Regions from separate parts of the Mus musculus genome. Here region 2 is linked to region 1. The links are chromatin contacts, called in public HiChIP or PLAC-seq maps. All regions are on one chromosome and are shown on one strand. Each heading gives the region's core, a stretch centred on a gene start, on an enhancer-like site or on the middle of the called end of the contact. The rest is flanking DNA. Distances are from core to core; before and after follow the strand shown. Region 1 holds the start of Slc15a4 (solute carrier family 15, member 4). Region 2 holds the start of Mmp17 (matrix metallopeptidase 17).

Evidence for each region. HiChIP or PLAC-seq counts read pairs in DNA pulled down with a chosen protein or histone mark.
Region 2: an H3K27ac HiChIP or PLAC-seq map of bone marrow-derived dendritic cells shows a contact between it and region 1, with 14 times the contacts expected there. The contact joins the promoter of Mmp17 here to the promoter of Slc15a4 in region 1. A contact is called at or near these places in 1 of 15 datasets of contacts at CTCF or cohesin (large pre-B cells) and 1 of 115 datasets of contacts at active chromatin or transcription factors (bone marrow-derived dendritic cells).

The regions. Positions count from the first base shown.
Region 1 is chr5:127,615,201-127,620,135 of GRCm38.p6, reverse strand. Slc15a4 (solute carrier family 15, member 4) reads left to right here and starts at 2,744. Exons shown (of 8, transcript NM_133895.1): 1 at 2,744-3,321. The coding sequence starts at 2,767.
Region 2 is chr5:129,581,429-129,586,363 of GRCm38.p6, reverse strand. Mmp17 (matrix metallopeptidase 17) reads right to left here and starts at 2,195. Exons shown (of 10, transcript NM_011846.5): 1 at 1,916-2,195. The coding sequence starts at 2,071.

The DNA of each region.
Region 1 (4,935 bases), core at 1,495-3,994:
ATAAAGACTGTGTTTTATTTTATTCATAGGTCCTAAAGTCTTAGGGTTCCATTGCTGTGAAGAGACACCATGACCAAGGCAACTTTTATAAAAGAAAACATTTCACTGAGGCTGGCTCAGAGTTCAGAGGTTCAGTCCATTATCATCATGGCAGGAAGCATGGCAGCGTGCGGGCAGACATGGTGCTGGAGGAGTTGAGATTTCTACATCTTGATCCTAAGAAAATTTAAGCACAGGAGATCTCAGAGCCCACCCCCACAGTGCCATACCTCCTCCATCAAGGCCACACCTCTTAATAGTACCATTCCTCTTGGGCCAAGCATTCAAACCCATGAGTATATGGAGGCCAAACCTATTCAAACCACACCATACAACTAATTTTAAGGCATGCATGCCCCAAAACCGTGCATTCTGGCAGTCACTCTCTGGTTGTACAATGCCCCTGGCCTTGACTGGGAACCCTTGCCTAACATGACATTTGCCTATTTCATATATTTCAAAGAAAACAAGATCGTGCTGAGGACTGTTAAGGTGGCTCAGCTGTTAAGGTCATTTGTTGTTCTTCCAGAGAAACTAACTTTAGTTCTTAGGACCCACATCAATGGCTCACAACCACCTGTAACTCCAGTTTCAAGGGCTATGGTGTTTTCTTGCCTCTGAGGGTACTTCGTGAATGCACATGCGCACGCACGCACTCACGCACACACATGTACACACAAATAAAAGATAACCAAATATTTATAGAAGTAGGATCTTACGATTTGTGTAATTTGTTGCTTGTTTGATTTCTGGTGTTGTGCCTGACCAAAAACAACTTGGGGAGGAAAGGGTGGTCTTTCAGGTTATAATCCTTCCAAAAGGGAAGTCGGGATGGGAACTTGAGACAGGAAGTTGGAGACCGGAAGCTGAAGGCAGGAGCCATGGAACAATGCTACTTATTTGTCCTGCTACTTTCATTATACAGCCGAGGATCACCTGCCCAGGGTTGGCATCACCCACAGTGGGGCTGGGCCCTCTCACATCAATCACCAAGCAAGAAAATGCTCTCACAGACGTGCCCACAGGCCAATCTGTTGGGGGCAATTCCTCAGCTGAAGTTTCCTCTTCCCTTGTGTGTGACATTGACAACTGAAGCTAACTGTGCCATTGGGTCACTTCCCACCACCACCTCCAACACTGTGACCACACTAGAATATTCTGCATTCTGGGTTTGTCTCCATCCTCAAAGTACCAAGTTCAGGGGCCCCAGCACACTGCCTAAAATTCCTCCCTCCACACACTTAACTCCAAGGCCCCTCCGAGCCATTAGCTTCGCCATTTCCCTGAAGAGACTGACCCATCGGATTAGTTAGTACCAGTCAGACTGCGCAGTGAGTTACCAGCTCAGTCAGTCCAAATGGTTTATTAGCCTTATCATTCCAATACAGAGTTTGTTCAAGTATGTCATGCTTAGCTTAGCAGAACTTTTTCTTTTTAATTGCCTGTGTCTGTATGTGTGGACATACATGCAGTGTCTGCTGTCTATCCATTGTGTGGGGCTCCCAGCAGGGGGATAGAACTCAGGCTATCACCAGGCCGGGTAGCAAGCACCTTTACTTGGTAAGCCATCTCACTGGTCCAGTCTTTAAGCAAACGTTCCAAGACTCAGTCTTACTTACCAGCAGGACTAAGAGTCAGTTATAGGCTGTAAATAAAGGTTTTGGTTTTAGTTTCTTTTCTTTTCTTTTCTTTTCTCTTCTTCTTTTCTTTCCCTTTCTTTCTTTCTTTTTCTTTTTTCCTTTCCTTTTTTTTTTTTTTTTTTTTTTGAGACAGGGTCTCACTATGCAGCCCTGGCAGAACTCACTGTGTCGACTACACTGGTTTCGAACTCACAGAGATTCGCCCGCCTCTGCCTCCCAAGAGCTGGGATTAGTGGCATGTGCCACTAAAGATGTGTTTAGTTTTATGTGTATGGATGCTTTGCGTTCATGGAGGTCTGTGCACCCTGTGTGTGTGCAGTAGCCCTGGAGGCCAGAAGAAGGTGCCGGATCCACGAGGAACTAGAGTTACAGATTGTTAGGAGACACAAGGTGGGTGCTGGGAATCGAGCCCAGAACCTCTGACTAGCAGCCAGTGCTCTTAACTGTGGAGTTATCTCTTCAGTCCTTAAAATAATAATAATAATAATAAGAAGAAGAAGAAGAAGAAGAAGAAGAAGCAGCAGCAGCAGCAGGGCGGTAGTGGCGCACGCCTTTAATCCCAGCACTTGGGAGGCAGAGGCAGGCGGATTTCTGAGTTCGAGGCTAGCCTGGTCTACAAAATGAGTTCCAGGACAGCCAGGGCTACACCGAGAAACCCTGTCTCGAAAAAAACCAAAAATAAATAAATTTTAGTAATTTTTGTTTTAAGAAGAGACAGAAAAGTGAGATACCAAGAGAGGGAGAGGAGGCCGAGACTGTTACACTTGACGCCTGGGTCCTGAGAAGATGGCAAGAAGGGAAGATTTAGACCCTGGTGACCTGGATTAGGAACCCAGTTTGGGGCCGGAACCTCGGAGTCTAGGGTTCCAGTTTCCCGGTGGAACCCCTCCAGCCATAGGAACCACCATCCCTCCACGCATCTCAACAACAAACCGCTGTCAAGTGAAAGGCCCGCTTGGCCGGATTTCCGGGGGCGGAACCGGCAGCCACCCCCGCCCAGCTTGCCCAGTTAAAAGGCGGCGGCGGGAGAGGGAGGGAACTCGCTGTCTCGCGAGAGTTGGGCTACCGAGTCCTCAGTGAACCGGCCATGGAGGGCGAGCGGGCGCCGCTGTTGGGTTCGCGGCGTCCGGCAGTGTCGGCGGCGTCCGCGGTGTTCGCGGGGCGGCGTGCGGCGTGCGGGGCGGTGCTGTTGGCCGAGCTGCTGGAGCGCGCGGCCTTCTACGGCGTCACGGCCAACCTGGTGCTGTTCCTGAATGGCGCGCCGTTCGACTGGGAGGGCGCGCAGGCCAGCCAGGCGCTGCTGCTCTTCATGGGCCTCACCTATCTGGGCTCGCCGTTCGGGGGCTGGCTCGCCGACGCCCGCCTCGGCCGGGCCCGCGCCATCCTGCTCAGCCTGGCCCTCTACCTGCTGGGCCTGCTGGCCTTCCCGCTGCTGGCCGCGCCCCGCTCGCGCTCCTTCCTCTGCGGGGACCCGCGGCCCGAGCTCGTGCGCAACTGCTCGGCGCCCTTCCCCAACGGGTCAGCGTCGTGTCCCGAGAACGCCGCGCGCCGCTGTGCCCCCGCCACCTTCGCGGGGCTCGTGCTCGTGGGTCTCGGGGTGGCCACGGTCAAGGCCAACATCACGCCCTTCGGCGCCGATCAGGTGAGCCGGACCCGCTCAGGTCTTCCCGGGTTTGGGGACCACCACCCCCCCCCCCCCCGCCGCACCTCCTGCGCACCACGGCTACCCGAACCTAAGCGTTGACTTTAACAACGCTGGGGACACGGGGGAACTGGCACGGTAGCCTGTGTATCATCTGCACCTCCTGTCCCCCAGGGTTCTTCCACTGATTGGAAAAAAGGAGCCACCCCAAACACCTAAGCCTACATCCCCACTTGCCTCTGCACCTATGCGCAATCGATCGGAAAGCACAGGGCTGCCCACCAAGCTTCCCAACCCATAGACCTGCACCCCACATCGCCTCAGATCTAGAGAAAGGTTAAGGTGAGGGAGAGGAATTTCCCAACCCAGGGAATCTCCCTTGTAGTGCAGAGAAGAAGGCCACCTGCCTCTGATCCCTCCTTGTTAGTGGAGGTGAGGAAGGAGACCTGCTCTTCCCTTGGAGAGTGGCAGGAGGAAACCCATCTGCTCCAACACCCGAGTGGGTAGGAGGAAGGGCAAGACTCCCTCTAATGCGTGTGGGGAGGAAGCCCATGAGTAGAACCCATTCCACACCTGGCACTAGGTCCAGGACTGAGTAAGAGGGAGTAACAGCCCCTTCCCCTCCCCTGTGCGCACCGCTGTCCACATCTGCTCTTGCATCTGGTAGGGGACTGTAGGAGGGGAGAGAACAACACCCACCCTCTGCTCTGGGGGAGCTTTGTGTGTGTGTGTGTGGGGGGGTGGTGGTGGAAGTACTGGAATAGGGGAAAGCTGTATAAACAGTTATGATCTGGGTGGTAAGGAAGAGTTGAGGTGGGATTTATTCGTGATGCAGTAACCATTGTGGTTTTAAGGAGAAGGGACGTTCTGTTGGTGGAGTCATCTGCGTTGAGATCTGAAAGAGAAAAGGGTGAAGTTATGACTTGGAGGATAGACATGTACAAAGGCTCTGACACTGCCCTAGCTTCCCTTTTACAAAGTTAGGGGCAAGAGACAGGCAAGCGCTTAGTTTCCATCTTTAATGCTTTAAGTAAGTTTTGGGGTAGGGTGTGGCAGGTGGGAAAGACCAGCATCATTCGCTGCTACTCTGACATCCAAGAACAAGGGATGAGGAGGGAGCCAGAGCTGTGGAGCCACATCTGCTCTGCTTCCCTTTCTTAGGGGACTCCCATGCCAAGAATAGTTCTAGTGGTCAGATGCAAATAGAGTATTTTGTAAGCAGTGGAAATTATGTGGGGTTTGAGTGTCAGGCTCTCAGGATAAAGCTTGCTTTCTTCCTTTCTTTCTTCTTCTTTTTTTTTTTTTGGTTTTTCAAGACCGGGTTTCTCTGTGTAGCCCTAGCTGTCCTGGAACTCACTCTGTAAACCAGGCTGGCCTCGAACTCAGAAGTTCACCAGCCTCTGCCTCTCAAGTGCTGGGATTAAAGGCGTGCGCCACCACTGCCCAGCTTAAGGTCTCATTCTTAATTGCTTACACATCCCCGACCTCTGCCTTCCATGGAGCTGTAAAACTGAGTAAAGCAGGGGCTAGATAACTCCTAAAACAGAACACGTGTTGTCCTGTTTCAGAAAGACTGCAAATAGCTATCCTAGAGTGCGTTGTGTGCCAGGAGGG
Region 2 (4,935 bases), core at 946-3,445, 2.0 Mb before region 1:
CAGACCTGAATGCGCTCAACAGCCCGCAGAGGGCGGTCTGAGGGGCATCAGAAAGCTCCCACCCAAAGCCCGCCCATCGTTTGCAGCTCAGTGAGTGCCCCTGCGCCCCAAGCTCTTAGGTGCCATTCCCTAGAGGGCCACCAGAGGGCGCCCCCACCGCCACCAAAGGAGAGGCGGGCAGGACCCGGTTCCCACACCCGGGAGGGTATTGTCCTGGGCAGGAGGCTGCCTGCGGCACCCTCCCGCCTTACCCAGGATTGGACGACAGGGTTTTGCTGCCTCTGGCAAGCCTGGAGTCACATACCCTGGTTAGTGAGATCTTCAGGGTGCTGGTGGGTTGGTGACCCTGGAGTGCTCAGGAACTCAGTAGGGGAGGGGAAAAGTCGGATGAAGCCCACAGGTGCCAGGGGGAGGAGCCAACCCCACCTCAACCACCGAGGTCCGCTGCTGCAAACTTCCTAAGTACACTGGGCCTGATTAAGAACTTGGATGGGCAGGGGCTCCCTCGCCCTGACTCCTCCCTCGCTCTGTCTCCTGTCCCCTAACCAGTCCCGTTAGAGATACACTGAAAGCTTGAAGGAAGACGGTGTGTGTGTGGGGGGGGGGGGGGGGGAGGGTGCGTCTGGACTCTGTTGTCACCCACCAGAACTGGGTCTGGATGTCCTAATGCTCATGGCATCGGGGAGCCAGCTATGAAAGCCTAGGATCAGGAACGTGAGGAACCCCTATTTTAGAGGCCACTGGAGTGGGAAGAAGCCACCTCAGGGGACCCTCAGACATCTGCAAGTGGGCAGAGAAAGCATGGGTCGCTGCCACCTCAGATGCCTGGGGGGTGGCAGAGTCTGCCCCTCTCAGATCCAGGGGCAAATGTTGCCAAACTGGAGGTTGCTCCCGCCCCAGTGTCTCCTCCAGCAGGAAATCTCCATGACACCTTGCCTAGACCTGAGGTGTAGGAGTCCTCGTTGCCAACCGCCCGTGGAAAGCGGACTCTGCCAGGACCCCATTAGGATATTGGCTGGCTTGTGCCAATCAGGAAGCCGCGCCTGGCCGGGTCTCCAGATCTAAGGAACCCAGGCCGGGGCCTCCTCCTCCTCCTCGAAAGCGGGCTCTAGTCACCGCGCGCGCCTTTGCAGAGGGCTTCGCGGGCCTGCGGAGCCATAAAGTCTGATCGAAACCTTCCGGGTCTCCTGCGGGTTTCCAAACCCGACTTCAGTCAGGAGGGTGGGCAAGAGGTGGGAAGAAGCCGGTACCCGGGTCCCCAAGCTGGAGTGCCTAGCTAAGCTCTGGCAGTGGGAGTTGGCGGGATGGGGACGGCAGCGGGCTTGACACAGCAGAGGTTGTCACCCGCACCGGCGGGACAAGGCCGATCGCTCCGGTGGAGGAGGGAGACGGGGTCGCGGCACGCTCGCCGTGCGGGAGGCTCTTCTAACATCGTCAGCGGGGCAAACTCGGGAACCCCAGGTTTTCCGGACGCCCACAGGCGCGTCCCCGGCCTGGGGTGCGCGCCCCTGACCTCCCACTCCGGCCGCGAAGCTCGCGGGGCGCACCGCTCCGGGCGTCTGTGACACCGGTCACCCCGCCAGAGGTCTCTGTGGAGCTGCTTTTAACCAGAGACCAGGCTCCGGCTGGGCGACCACCTCCCCGGGGCGCCCGCGGCTGCGGCGCACGACTGCACGGAGCGGGAAAGGGACCGGCATCCTCCTAGACCTGCAAGCGTGAGCCTCGAGCAGCCCGAGCCCCAGCCTCAGTTTCTCTGTCTTAAAAATGGGTTCCCCCCCACACCCCCGCCTCACCGGGATTCGCGCACCTCTCCGAAAGGAGCAAGGGCGAGTCTCCCTTCTCCCTTGCACCTCGTGAGCGCCTGGGGACTCGGCTCCCGAGTGCCCAGGGTCCCGTGCCCCTGTCGTTCACTCACCACCCCGAGGCTGAGGTCCTCCGCGCGGGGCGCGGGCGCTGCGCAGCCCCCATGGGCCGCCAGCGCCAGTACAAGCAGCAGTGGTGGCAGCCCCGGCCCGGGGCGTGGAGGGCCAGGTCCCCGGGGGGACCCAGGTCCCCGCGGGCGGCGTCCCATCCCGCTCTCCCAGGTCGGGTGGCGAGGGTCCCCGCACCCGCCAGCAGCCAGCTCCGCGCCTCGCTCGGCTCCGCGCCCGCACCGCTCCGCTCCGCGGGACTGAGCCGCGCGCCCGCCCGCCTCCGGGGCAGGGCCATGCTAATGTATGCTAATAAACATCGCCCCGCCCACTCCCTTAAAGGGGCCCCCGCGCGGGCGGGACCCGGTAATGGCACAGAAGCTTTGCCCACCCCGAAGGCTGGAGCACTGCTGCAGACAGGGAGCCGGCGGATCGGGCTGCGAGTGTCCTAGAGTTCTCTGCCGTCCTCTGGACGCGCCCCCTGGTCGCCTGCTAGAACCCTTGGTTTAGTTTCAGGTCACTTAGGACCTAAAGACCGCTGCAGCGCGCGTGATGGGCACACGGGGGAGCCCGCGGGCCACAGAGTCTTGGGGCGAGTGGGAGTAAGCACCCCGATTCTGAGAGATCGGAGGTGGGGGAGGGGATTAGTGTGATACAAGAGAGCGTAGGAGGGAGCGGGGGCATGGGGTGGGATGGGATGGGTGAGCGTGGGCGGGAGTAGGGGCTTAGGACGGGAGACTAGGCCGAGAGCACACCTGAGTCCTGTATGGAGCCTTGGGCACAGAGCACCTTTTCCCCTTAGTCCGCCAGGGAGCATCTAGCCTCTGCTGCTGAGGGTCTGCATCAGGTGTGAAAAAAGAGACTTTGTTTTGAGGGGCGGGGAGTGAACCCCCCATGCTTCCGGCGGGCTGGACCCGTTCTATCTCCGTGAGCCGGGAGGCTATGAATAGCAAACATTAGCTGGGATCTGGCACCCGCTCAGCACTTTACAGATGAAATTTTCTTTCTCGCAACCCGTAAGAAGTGGAAACCATAGTTCCCAATTTGTACACAAAGAAACTGAGGTCCAGAGAAAATAATACCTAAGTAGGAGACAATGTGGAGTGACAATGTGGAAACTGGCTGGGCCAAGGGACAGAGTTCAAAACCAGCGCCCTCCCACCCCAAGCCCCCGCCCCAGCGGCTGGGTCTCCAGCCCCTTCCCCGCGGGTTTCTCTAGTCCCTCGGTGTCGTTAGGATTACAGTCTATTTATTGTTTGCACGCGGACACTGAGGTTTAGATGATGCCTCTAAAGGAGAGGGTGGGTGACTCCCTGCTTTGAAGGCAAAGTTCCCTCCCTCAACTCCCAGCTGGTGTCTATCCATACCCTGTTGCTCTCGGGGGTCTGGGTGGTTTGGGGAGAAGATTAGATTCTGCACCAGCTTGAGATGGGTCCGTGGGTTGGGGGGTGGGAGGGCGGGGGTTAGGACCTTGACACGAGAAAGCCCTAGAGACAGAGAGTGCGCAGCCACAAGACAGTAGCATCTCCCGGGTGTTTAGCTATGTGGAACAAACTCCCTATCAACCCGTGGAACAGTACTGCCCACAGTTAGTTAAAAATGGGTCTTCCTATCTCAATTAACCTAATCTGGATAATCCCTTCGAGGCGTGTCCAGAGGCTAACCTAATCTAGATAATCTCTCACAGGTGTGCTGGGAGACTTGTTTCCTAGGAGATCCTACAGCCCGTCAGGTTTACAATATTAATGCATGACATTAGTTCATGCTGCATTAGAAGGAAGGTCGGTTCGGTCCCTAGGGAGAAGATCGATGCTCTCCTGTTAGACAAGAAGAGAGAAACGTATTGCATTCGTAGGCCCTCTGAGATCAGCTTCAAAGCTCGGGTGGCCCCATCTTCTATCTGTTCTGAGGTCTCTGGGCCTCTCCTAAATGATGTCCCTATGTGGAAAGGAAATCTCAGAGAAATGTGGAGCAAATTGGGGACAAAAGAACTGGTTCAGGAATGGGTGGCTCTAGGGGCTCTGGCTCCAGACCCTTGTCCCCTTGACTCTGCCAATTCTAACTGGTACCTCCTCCCAAGGTGCCCTGCCTTTGCCTATCTGGCTCTGGGAGTTTCTTCCAGGTCTCCTATAGTTTGGTAAATGTCTACTTGACACTACAGATATACTCTTAGATGGATAGGAATCTTTTTTGGTTTGTTTAGAACTGTGTCCTGCTTCAGCCCCCGAGTGCTAGGATTTTAACTGTGTTCTCCCATACCCAGCTAGGATGGGGGTCCTTGTAGTTATAATTGAGTTAAAAAAAAACTTGAGATAAGCTCACTGGGGATTGTCTAGGTGACCCCCAAATCCACTGTCAAGTGATCTGATAGAAGCAGAGGAGGCCCGGACATGGTAGCAGGACTTTGAAACTCCAGCGTTTGGGGAGGCAGAGGCAGGAGGATGGTGAGCTGCAGGCCAACTGGGCTCGAGAGTTTTGGAAGTGGTTTTAACAAAACTCCAAAGGAGCAGACGAAAGAACAGGGGAGAAGCCACAGGAGAGTTTGTTGGCTTACAGACAATTTTGCTAGACTCTTCCCAGCGACCGAGCAACAGATTAGGTCATCATATGGCTCTCATCACCTGACAGCATATAAGAGAAGTACCCCAGCCCCTTTCTCTGTCTCTCCCCACTCTCCCCATCTCCTGTCTAACTCCTCTCCCCCCCCCTCTTTTTCCCTCCCCCTTCTCTGTTCTCACGTGTTCCTGGCCAGTCTCTCTTTCTGTCCTTCTCTATCCCTGCTTTCTCTGCCCTGTGGCTCTGTCTGCCTCTACTCCTTCTCCAGGTCCTCAGTCCCCTCCCCTCCATTCCAAATAAACCTCCCTTACATCAGGTCTGTCCCATGGCGTGATTTCTCAGAGGGACACCTCAGCATGGGTCCCTCCTTACTCCTGCTGCCGCCACATTATTGTTTATAACAGAGTTGGCCCCATGACCAGGGAGGCAGAGGCTATGATGTGTCATTAAACAGCAACCCCAGGGTAGT